Linked DNA regions of Mus musculus: region 1 is linked to region 2. Evidence: chromatin contacts called from public HiChIP or PLAC-seq data. All regions are on one chromosome and are shown on one strand. Each heading gives the region's core, a stretch centred on a gene start, on an enhancer-like site or on the middle of the called end of the contact. The rest is flanking DNA. Distances are from core to core; before and after follow the strand shown.

Region 1 (5,905 bases), core at 1,904-4,403, 610 kb after region 2:
ACAATACTTTACAAGATGTGACTCTTCAACTATTCAATGGGTGACGAGCCTGAGATGCAGAATGGGGACCTTTTGTGGCTCGAGGTCCTTCTGTGATTGGAGGCCAATGGTAGAGCCACTCTGCTTTCCGGATTCCTTGTTCTGAAGTTAGTGGAAGCGACATTGCCAAGCGGTGACCAATTGGCATGTGGCATGTGGTGGTGGTGGGGGGCGGTCAGGAGGACAGCCCCACCACCTGGGAAAGTGAACCCTGTGCTTATCTATCCCTCAGACTGCTCACAACACTGGGGGATGAAAGCCGAGTGCTGAGTTCCATAAGGCACCTGGAACTTAGTGGTTATGCAAATTTCCAGCACAGAGCAATATGAATTCAGTGTGTGTACACGCGTATATAATTCCAACCTTCTATAAGTAGATGCATACAAATCATTATTGTAGGTATGAAGGGAATGAGAATGGTGGTCTGGTCCACACAGCTGGAGGCCCTAGGTTTATCTTTAAGTTCAGCATTTTTAAAGTACCAAGTACTTTCAGGGCAGTCAGAACTACTATGTAAATGTCTAATATAGGTGGCGCATAGGAGTTGAGGTGAGAGGCTAATCCTGAGGGGCAGAACTTCTTTGTTACTAAAAACTCCACAAAACACTACAAAAATTCTACATTCGCATCCCTTAGTGGCTGCCGACAAATGGTGATACGCCTGCCAACAAGTCCCTTGCTTCCTGTATCCGTCAGTTTCTTCCTGAGTAACCAGAGGGTTTCAGGTCAGCGATTACTCAGGTGGGCTTACAGTTCTCAGCCTCATGAGGTCTCACTCAGGAGAGCAGGTCCCAGTCTAACTAGGTAATTTCCCTCTCCTACTGGGCAGGAGTAGGAGAGATAGCCCACATGGAGAAAGTATGCTTTGCTAAAGGGAAAGAAAGAAGGGAAGTGAGGAAAGGGGGAAGAGGGAAGAGGCAAGGAAGGAAGTGATTGGGAGGAAAGAAATGAGGGACGGGGAGACAGGAAAGAAGAGAGGAAGAGATGATGGAAGGATGGGAGAAAAGGGGAGGAAGGAAAGGAGGAAAGGGGAAAGGGAAGGGGAAGAAGAAAGATGACACAGAAAGGAAAGAAAGAAGGAGGGAGGGAGAGAGGAGGGAGAGAGGAGGAAGGGAGGAGGGAGGGAGGGAGGAGGGAGGGAGGAGGAAGGGATGGAGGAGGAAGGGATGGAGGAGGAAGGGAGGGAGGGAGGAAGGAGGGAGGGAGGAGGAAGGGAGGGAGGGAAGGGATAAGGGAGGAAAAGGGAGGAAGAGGAAAGGAGAAGGGAGGGAGGAAGGAGAAAAAGAGGAGGGAGGAAGAGAGAAAAGAAGGGAGGGAAAGGGAAGAAAAAAGAAGATGACAGAAAGAAGAGATGGAGAGAAGAGGGAGGGGAGGGAAGAAGGAGGGAGAGAGGAGGGAGGGAGGAGGGAGGAATTACCTTCTCAGCCTAGATTCTTTACTGAGGAGCAACCATGGGGTTCTGCCAACCCTTGGCCTCTCACGTAGTCACACATGTGCACACATGAACATTCACGGACATATGCACACAGCACATGCCACAGTCATGACTTAGCAGACTTAGCAGACTTCACCTCCATCTCCACTGAGCAGCCCCTGGGGAACTCTATGTTAGTGTCTCAATCAGGAAGGTCAGACCAGCTCAGTCCAAAGTAAGAATCGTCCCACATCTTCAGCCTTCTTCCCAGGACGCAAGTCAGGAGACCACAGTCCTCTCCTCCCACCTCCTAGAGGGGCCCAGCCTTGATCTCACACAGCTTCTCTGTGCAGCTAGATTGAACGTCCAGCAATAACAGTAGATCCCAAATCACCCTCCCTAACAAGGGGGCTGTCCCCAATGCAACGGACACCGGACACCGGCACTTCCTCACTACAGGGCAGCAGGTATGTGCTAAACATGACACCGGCCTGTTTGAAGGTCTCACAACAACCACACTTTGTGAGTGCAAAGTGGTCTTCCCAAGTTCAAGTTCGGGCCTTTATTTTTCCTGAATAAAGTCACTTTGTGTCTGCAGGACAGTGAACTTGGAAGCTATTGGAGGACAAGGTCCTCTCAGTCACATTACCCTATTTCTCTTCCAAACATTGCAATGCTCTCAGGAAGGGTAGTGTCGTCTGAGCCTTTGGACATTTGCAGGAGGAAGGAAGAGACCTTGGAGTCTCAGACATGCTTGTGCAATCTTGCTTCCTCTGCTAAAAGGTACATGGATGTCCACAGTCTGGTACTCCCCTGCAGCTGCTCCTGACCTGACTTTCCCTGGCATCTGAGACAGACCAACTAATCTGTCCCACAGAGAAACAAAACTGGGTCCTCCACTGCCTTGCACTGAGCTCTGTGAGCAAAGCCGGTCGCAGGATGTGGTTGGCCAGAACAGCAAGGCACCTAGAAAAGGGTTTCCCAGAGGCCTTTGCAACAAAGCCGCAGGCCGAGGAGACAATTAGTGGCCTCTGCTTTCTTTTCATCATGCAGTCTCTTACAGCAACCAGAAGAAGAAGAAAGGCCGTTCCCCACCATGAACATTCCTCCTTCTCATAAAAGGTAGAGCTGGGAAAGGTTGCGAGCCAACTCTGATGCTCTCCACTGGGCTGACCTCCTGTGAGGGCGCCTGAGGCTGTCCTGTCACTATTAGTAGAGCCTAAGTCATCTGGTCAAGGAAGAGGTGCCAAGCAGCCACGTAGAGCTGCTCAGACAGTAAACCTTTCTTGTTGAAAAGCACTTGGAGGAGATGCATGACATGCTGAATAGAGACCCTTTAACTCATGGAGGCTTGGAAAGGAACAGAAGAGGAGCTAAGGAAAGAGAATACACACATACAACACATATAGACACACCCTCACACACACACACACACACACACACACGTGCATATACATACATACACACAACACATATACACACGCTCACTTTCACATTCATACACACAACACACACACCACACATACACACACTCACCTTCATATACATATACCACACACACACACACACATACACACACTTGTGTCTTTGCCAAACCCAAGCACTTGAAAGGGTGTTTTGCTGTGACCTGCCCTCCCAGCAACCTACTCTGCAGTTCTGACCTCTGGGTGTCTACAGGACATGTTACCAGGATGAGTTGTCCATGTACTGAGCGGCCCACCCACCTACCTACCTGTGAACGGAAAGAAAGATGGCAGCCCTCACAATGGGAGCCACGGCAGCCCTCACAATGGGAGCCACGGCAGCCCTCACAATGGGAGCCACGGCAGCCCTCACAATGGGAGCCACGGCAGCCCTCACAATGGGAGGCCACTTCCAGGGTGGTTTTGGGAGGCCAGTGATTCTCAAATAGCTGGAAAGGCAGGCTTCGCACAGTTGGACTTGACTGAGTCTCTCTTCACATTCTCTATCAGCAAGTGACTGCCCCTCCCCTGTTCTCCCTGAGAAACAAGGACTCCCTCTGTAGTTGGATGGGGCTAGGTAAGAAGGCTGGAGGAGGCTCTTAGAAATTAACAGATGTAGGGGTAAGCCAGTCCAAGGACCAGAGTGCCAGACACAAGATCACCATGGCATTGTCTGGGAGGCTGGGGCAATGGACAAGGACCTTATATTTGAAGATGAACCCAGAAGAGAAGTAGAGAGGACGGGAGCCCTGGATGTTACTGTTGCAAAGGCAGGTTTTCTGAGAAACAGAAACTGAGCCTTTGAGTAGTGTTTTTGCAAAAACACTGCAGAGGAGCTGGAGACGGACGGGGCTGTGGAAGGAAGGATGGATTTGACATAAAGAAAAAATGAGATATACTCCACTACCAGGGGAGCGCATGGGAACCTTGCTGTGGACAGCAACCTTCAGGAAAGCCCTAAGTCATTGCTGAAGGAGCTAGGTCTTCCCACTTCAGTATTAAGTTGTCATTGACCAAGTGACCTGTGGCCTCAGGATGGAGGGGGTGATGCAGCCAACCCCACAGGTGCCATCCGTATGGGCTTTAGTGGTGTCTACTACAGTCTACACCTGTTACACCAGAACCCACTTCCAACTCGAAGTTGACTCCATCTTGGTGCAGGAGCTCTAAGACCTTGGCTATGAGTCTCTTCAGCAGGGGAACTTAAAAGAGGGTTGTCCGGGAGCAACTGCTGTTGCCTTTGTGCTGTAGCCATGTCGGATGCTACCCATCCGGGCCCTCCTGCAGAGATGAGTGTCTGAATTCAGGTGGTTACCAGCACAGTGACCCACCCACTTCCTTACCTGGAAACATTAACTCAAAGCGGTAAGGGAATCAAGATTGTTCAATGGACTCCTGGGACCACGACCCTACTTCTCCTCCTTTGTGAGCTAACCTTGGCATTACGATCCTGCTGATCTGAGACTGCAGATCTTTCAAGACATTGTATTACTCTTTTAATTACAGCCTGATCTGCAACCCCTCTGCCAGGGCATGAGATCTGTGCCTTTCTGTGTCACCTCTGACTCTCACACATCAGCCTTACTTGATGATTTATCACCCTTAGCCTTGCACTGTGTCTCTGCCGTGCATCTGGTGCCCCTGATGTCAGTTCCACAATATCTAATTGCTGTCTTCTCTCTCCTCACCCGAGACATTGGACCTGCGGTGGAGCCCTCTCTCCTGTCTCCTATACACTTCAGCACTGGCCAAGGGCTGAACCACTCCATTGTTGTAGCGTGCCAGGGCCTGCTCATTTATTGTCTGTTCTCAGTGCTAGGGTCTTCCTTGCCACGAACCCAACAAGTGTTACACAACAAGCATAGCTCAGCCTCTTCTGCCCCCAAACATCATGTGTCTTCCACTGGCCCTGCCTCACCACGTATCTTGCCTCAACACATGAATCTGTCTCAGCTGGCATCACTCTGCCAATCAGCCTGACTCCAAGGAAGTGACAAGAAGCCTCGGCACAGCACCAAAAGTTTTAGGGGTGCATTTCTCTCTACAGAGTCCCAAATGCAACTCAACTACACAAAGTAAGGCAGACTAATACATGTGTGTCGTTAGCAAAGACTCCTTCATCATGTGTCCTTTCACACAGCACATCCTTTCACCTGTGTCTGCTTCAGCAAAAGCACTCAGCCTTAGCCTTTCACCTGTGTCCACTTCAGGAAAACACTTCTTCACATGTTTGCGCCAGCAAAATACCATCCAACACAACTGACTTTCCAAAGAACCCTTAAGTTTTCACTTCAGAGGTATGGAAGGAATAGTGGAGAGATCAAGAATTGTGTCTCTCTGGTAAGCCTGTGGCACAGAAGGCAGAAGCCACAGTGACAGGGGACTCTGTAGTTCAGGGCTGACTTAAAGTATCCAATAAGATCAACACCCTATTAAGTCCAAAGCCAGGGCAGGAAGATGCTCTTCCTGGAGAGAGTTCTAGAAGGTAGAGCCCAGACAGGGCCAGGGTATAGAGACCTAATCTTATGGGTAGAGTATCACTAAGATTTAAGCCAATGCTGTTTGACTTATCCAATCACATGGGGAAAGCTTTCATCAATCTGTGGACCAGGGTTCCTAGGCTCCATAATAAGCCAATCAGTGAGTAGATTTAAATTAGATTGAAGCCATGCCCTGGAAACAAGCCTCAGCTCTCCTCTTCATGAAACCCCGTAAGTAGAACGGAAGAAGTCTGGTGCTGAGACAACTGAGGTCAAAGTGTGCCAACAAAGGGAAAGAAGATAACATAAGAACATAGAACAAGCTGTGTGCTAGCAAGTGGCAGGCACTTGACACACAGCTCAGTGCCAATGAATCCAGTCACGTGCAGCCTAACGATGTTTCCGAAGTCGACATCAAGCCATATACATCATAAAGTTCTATAAGGCTACATGGCATTACCATGTGTTGACCCTCCAAATGAGTGAGCACACTCTGATCACCACACACA
Region 2 (5,824 bases), core at 2,478-4,977:
GCTGGCTCTGAAAATACCAACCCACTCCCCCCCACCCCCACCCCCGTAGAGAGAACAGCAAAACAACTAAAATTGAAAACTTTATAGCAGACACCGTTGTTGCTTCTCCAGAATGTCTGCAGTGGGAGCGAGAACCTGGAAGCTTGTCCGTGGAGAGAAAGCTCAATGCGGAACCCAGGCTGTCCGCATCACCTTGCTCAGGAGTTCCCACTGCGCGTGCGCAGTGAGCACCTGATTTGATGGCGGCGGTTTGCTGGTCTGCCTGCTGCTTCTCCCTCTCTCTGCTACGAGTTATACGTGCTTTTTCTTTTGCTCTTTTGCTTGCCACGCGCCTAATAAGCTCACTCATTCAAAACAGAAAACAGAGCTAGTTTAGATTCTCCTCCAGCCAAAGAGAGTCTATGAACCCAAGAAAATTAAAAGACTGGGAAAGATTCATTTCCCTTGAAGGCTGGTCACAGACATGACTGTGGATGGTACGGAAGGGTTCTTGAAGAGTCGTTGGCACAAATTAGTTCCTGAACAACTGTTGAGAGAGAGTGAGAGCGAGAGCGAGAGAGAGATAGAGCGAGAGCGAGAGAGAGTGAGAGAGAGCGAGAGAGAGCGAGAGAGCGAGAGAGAGAGAGAGAGAGAGAGAGAGAGAGAGAGAGAGAGAGAGAGAGAGAGAGAGAGAGATGACCAAGAGCTGTCTGGTGGGACCCCACTGTTCTGGTATTATGGCTTGGCCAGGCCAGGCCAAGCATCTGTCATCTCTGGAGCTGCTTATCCATGGCCCTGGTGACATCTTGTCTGGTCATCTTTTAGACATGGCCAGCCTATGCCCTGAAGGATGTTGAGCAGCCCTGGGCTCCACCCACTAGAAGCCAGTAGTGACTCTCCTTCAGTTGTGACAAGGGGAATGTGTCTCCAGGCACTGTCAAGTGTCCCCAGAGGGCAAAATCATCCTGGGTTTAGCTTACTCTCCTAAGGAAAGACAGGGTGCACAGGCAGTGGGTGACAGTGACTTTAGAGGGTAGCCTCTGGAAATCATATGGGGGTCACTACAGTGTCTCCAGTCTCTGCTCAACATCTGGCACACAGTAGGTTCTTGGTAAAGTGAGAGTCACAGAAGAACTCTCACCAAGCACTGGCTTTATCTATACTGAGCAAGGCCAGATCCCTGTCAGGCTACTGTCCCTTGGGCTGGGCAACTGCAGTGGGTACCACCTCAGGGGGCAGGCCATGCTGGGTGGCTGTTTATCTGTATGCCAAGGGCAGCCTGCTGGGTGTATTAGAGGCCATGAAATAATGATGAAGTCTAGGAGGGGTAATTAAAAGCCACAGTGACATTGATCTGCTGAGATTTCTGAAAGAGCCCAGAGCACACGGGGCGACTCTCATTCTTACCTCATGCAGGCCCAGCCTGATTGGCCCCCTGGGCATTGCTAGGGCCATGGAACCTCACCTGTGGCCGGGAGACTCCCAGGGCAGCAGCCAAGCTGGCTTCAGAGGCTGTGCAAAACAGGAGGCCTGGGCCTGGGGGGCAGCCCAGCTGCTGTGCTCTGCCCAGAGAAGGCAAGGACAGGCTCACTTTTAAAGACACAGCTCCCGTTCACTGTGCTTCAAAGTTTCATCCTTCTCCCTTCAGGCCTAGAGCCAGGGAGAGAACTTGATGTGTTTCGGGGGCCAATTCATCCTTGTTCTTTGGGCCATGAAATCTGCATGAAAGGCTGCTTCCTGAGGGAAAAGTAACCCAACACTTACTTCTTGACCAGGGCAGAGAACTGAGAGCCTCTCCCCAGCAGGAACAGTTATTATATTCTTATAGTAACTATCTCTTCAAAGCAGGACCCTGATAAGAAACATTGTTTCCTTATGTTAAACTAATGATCAGCTATCGTCTTTGTTGTTAACTATACAGAGTCTCTCTCTCTCTCTCTCTCTCTCTCTCTCTCTCTCTCTCTCTCTCCCTCCCCTCTCCCCCCTTCCCTCTCCCCCTCTCTCCCCATGTGTGTGTGTGTGTGTAAACATATATGTGCATGCATTTATGCACATACACATGTGCTCATGGACATACACATACACTTATACAAGGAGACTTGCAGGCCGGCCAGAGGACATTTCTCAGGTACCACCTTTCTTTTGAAATGGGATCTCTCATTGACCTGGAACTCATCAAGCAGGCTAGGCTGTCTGACCAGAGAGCCCAAAATATCTACCTGTTGGCATTACAAATCCACACCCCACACCAAAGTTCTTGTCAACATTATTTATTATTATTATTATTATTATTATTATTATTATTATTATTATTATTATTATTATGTTTCTGGGAATTGAACACAGGTCCTCATGATTGCAAAGCAAGCACGTTGCCAACTTTCAGCTAGCTCCCCAGCCTTCTTTAAGGTGATTTTGCTCATAGTCTGAGAAAACTGAATTTCTACCAGAGTCTGACCACTGGAGATCTCTGTGGTCCTGAGCAACTCGTGTAAGCATACCTAATGTCTGAGTGAGCCTGCTAATCAGCAGAGGTAAGGGGACAGACACTGCAAGCCAGCAAGGGCTCAAATGGGACCGTGTCTGCCAAGTCGCGATCTTGAGAACTGGAAACTCATTAGCTCTGGGGCTTTGTGTTAGAGTCTTGCCCACACTCCAGATCCTATGACCCAGCAGGCATGTGAAGGGTGCATCAGCAGCCTATTTCATAGACTGGGTAACTGAGGCAATTCAAACTAGCCTGTCTTGCCGATTACCAGAGTCCACGCTGCACTGGAAGCCTGGTTGGTTGTTGTTAGGTTTTTTGTTTTATTTTGTTTTTGTTTTTATTTTTTGTTTGTTTTGTTTCCTTTTATTTTTAATTCTAGCTGCTAGAGTCAGTCACAGGCGGTTGGCTCCCCAAAGCCTCACAACTATCTTCCTGCCTGCCTGCCCTGAACGGGCAAACATTGAACCTCCACACATAATCGCAGCCTCTGGCCTTCCTTGGTGACAACCAGCCTGTTTTCTGCTCTTGCCTCTGTCACATGGGTGGGGGGGTGGGAGCCACACCTCTGATCTTCACACGGTGAAGAGCGAAGGAAGCCGAAACCCTGCCAGAGGAGAGGGGTGACAGTCTTCTTAAGCCTTGACAAGTCAACTGTCTTGCCGCAAGGGTAGAGTTGGACACCTGTTCCAAGGTCAGAGGTCGCAGTGTGAAGACACTCTGTCTGCCCTGGGAACTGCCTGGAGCAGGCGAAAATGTCTTCCAGAATCTTGGAGAGGTGTTCTGAGTTTATGTCCTGGGGAAAGCCCAAACCTGTTGTCTCCAGGGCACTCCATCCTCCACATCCTTAATGTGCACAGAATGATGGTGGATGGACCTGGCTGGGGCCAGGCTTCAGCGATTTAAGTGAGCAGTTATTGAGTGTCTAGAGTATATAGCCCTACTTACTTAATATAGCTCTAACACAATGGACACTTCTATTGGCTCTTTCAGGTCATTACAGCCTCAGGCTACATTACCAGACACTGTCTGTACCTCAGCCCCTGAGGTAATGCTTTGATTCCATCCCAGATGCCTTCCATGAAAGGAGGTCAGAGTGACAGGTGCAGACCGAGGCCGTGTGACCCACCCACGAAGCCGACGCGTGAAGTAAGTCAGCCAGCCCAGCAGAGGGGTCCGCCGTGCACTGCTGGGAACAAGAACTATCTCAGCTTTGCACACCCCTTCCACTTCTGAAGAGCTGGCTTACAAGCAGAAGTTCCATTCACCCCTGGGTTACCATCTCTACCGTCGGAGCAAAGAGAGCCGTTCTCATGCCGCATGGCTGGTGACTGGCCTGTGATCTCAGAGTCAAATGGGTTTCAAAGCGTCTTAACATTTCTCTGTGGGTAAAACCTGACCTGAATTGTTAAAACTCCTTGAAGTCTCTAGCTGGAGCTCACATTCCCCTCACCGTGAGAACAGACATGATCACTGCTGTGCCCGTAGAAGCACATTCTGTCCCTAGGTGTTACCTTGACCCCACGGGTAGCATGGCACAGTGTAGTTATAATGCACTGTTCTGATCTATAAAATACAGCCAGCTTTAGGGTTCTGTGAAAGAGACAGGGGGCCACAGATCAAAACCACAGGCCCAGTTCAGAGCCGTGTCCCTTCAGTAGCTTCGGGCTGTGGCAGTCACAGCAGTTTGACAAATAGAGTGGCTCTGGCTCCAGTTCTGGTCCATGCAACTGTGATTTGTGATGTCCTCAGCCAGCTAGGAGCTCCTGGGAGACTGGGGCCCAGTGTCAGAGAGGAGCAGGAGCCTTTCAGGGAAGACAACCTGCGGAGGTTTTGGGGGGGGGTGGGCATACACGGAAGATCCTGGAGGACTGGGCACTCGGGGGTAGGGGTGGGGTCTTCACTTCTCTAGATGTTTTGTGATGACTTGCAGGCCCTGGGCAGAGAGGCAGTGGAAGTTTAATCTTTCCAGAGTTTGCATCTGTGTGCTCAGAGAAGTATAGGGCCCCTGGGAACTGGGGCTGGGGAGGAGGGAAGAGAGAATTAAGACCTGCTGAGGCCACAGCAATTAGCAGGAGCCACCAAGACCTTTTTCTGTGGTAATTGGCTGTCCCTGACCTGGTGCTACAGGGGACGCCAGGGTCTCTAGGGGAGCACTCAGGGACGTCGCCGCTCACAAAGGGCTCAGGGCTGACCAGGAGATCCAAGTAAATAAGGTGGCACTCAGCTTCCAAAGGGCGAGGAGATGATGTAATAGGGACTCCCTGTGGGCGGGCGCCAGGCATGCTGAAGAAGAGTGGCCTGAGGCTCTGGGCCTGGCCTCTGCTGTCCATTTCTGTACTCAGGGCTGGGCATGTCTCTCTCCCCCTCCTTGGGTCTCTGCTCTCATCTTTGCTTCTCTCCTGCTCTGGGTCTCTCTAGCTCTCTTCCCCTCAGGTTTTCTTCATATGTGGTCTTGTGGATTTTTCTTGTTTTCCCTGGACTATTTCTTCTCACGTGCGTGCATGCCCCCGGGTGCTCAGCTGCCCTCCACAGATATAAGTGGACACCGCAGCTGGTGCTTCCTGCTTCTCAACGGAGCCTGGGATCTCCACAGAGAGAAGGGGATTTGTAGCACATTTCAAGCATACATATCTATTCTGGAAATGTTTGGGGAGCAACCATGACCTGGCCCACCACTTAAGACAGAACAAGAATAGAGTTGGAGAAGATAGCAGAAACATTAATAAGTAAAAATGCTGTTTCAGGAAATAAACACTGTGAAGAAAACTAAAACCAGACATGGAAGTAGACTCTGTTGGGAGCAACAGGGAATAACCAGGGTTGCCAGACACGGTATCTTGGTGACATTCTGAGGGAAGTGTGGCATTGACCAGCTGCAGAACATCCCACCAGGGGTAATAAACAGAACACAGGCCCCGTGACAGAAGCCGGCCGGGTGCATTAAAATGCAAGGGAAGAGACGCCAGGTGATGGTAATGTGACAGGAAAGGCTTCATGCTTACCCATGACTCTCAGATGAAGAGATTACCGTGCCATAATTTCACAGAAATTGCACGGGTGTTTCCAAGCTGAGATTCTAACTGGCCTCTGTGAGGAGCAGAAGGCATTCCGCAGAATCTTGGTAGAACAAGGGTAGAGAATATCAAACGGGGTTGGGTGGTGCTGGCACTCACCTCGAACCCCAGCATTCAGATGTCAGAGACAGGCAGATCTCCCAGGTGGAGGCCAGCCTGGTCTATAGATCGAGTCCCAGGACAGCCAGAGCCACACAGAAAGTATCCAGTGGAACTCTGAGTTACAGGCATCACTTAAGGGCCTGACTAGGAAAAGCTCCCACCAGGCCTCGAAAGACAGAAG

Evidence for each region. HiChIP or PLAC-seq counts read pairs in DNA pulled down with a chosen protein or histone mark.
Region 1: a contact with region 2 is called in an H3K27ac HiChIP or PLAC-seq map of double positive thymocytes, with 5 times the contacts expected there. The contact joins the promoter of 4930465M20Rik here to the enhancer-like site in region 2. A contact is called at or near these places in 8 of 484 Hi-C or Micro-C datasets (CD4 T cells, CD8 T cells and memory CD8 T cells) and 3 of 115 datasets of contacts at active chromatin or transcription factors (double positive thymocytes, memory CD8 T cells and regulatory T cell precursor).

Annotation. Positions count from the first base shown.
Region 1 is chr12:107,732,335-107,738,239 of GRCm38.p6, forward strand. It overlaps 4930465M20Rik (RIKEN cDNA 4930465M20 gene), which reads right to left and starts at 3,154. Exons shown (of 3, transcript NR_045973.1): 1 at 3,115-3,154.
Region 2 is chr12:107,120,759-107,126,582 of GRCm38.p6, forward strand. No RefSeq gene overlaps it. Among named protein-coding and RNA genes, the nearest start is that of Gm52008, 13 kb to the left of the region's middle. Within about 2 kb of position 3,728, at least 35 of the 459 cell types and tissues checked have an H3K27ac peak or open chromatin away from gene starts, as enhancers often do. A contact at or near this core is called in CD8 T cells, double positive thymocytes, memory CD8 T cells and 1 more, where this site is marked.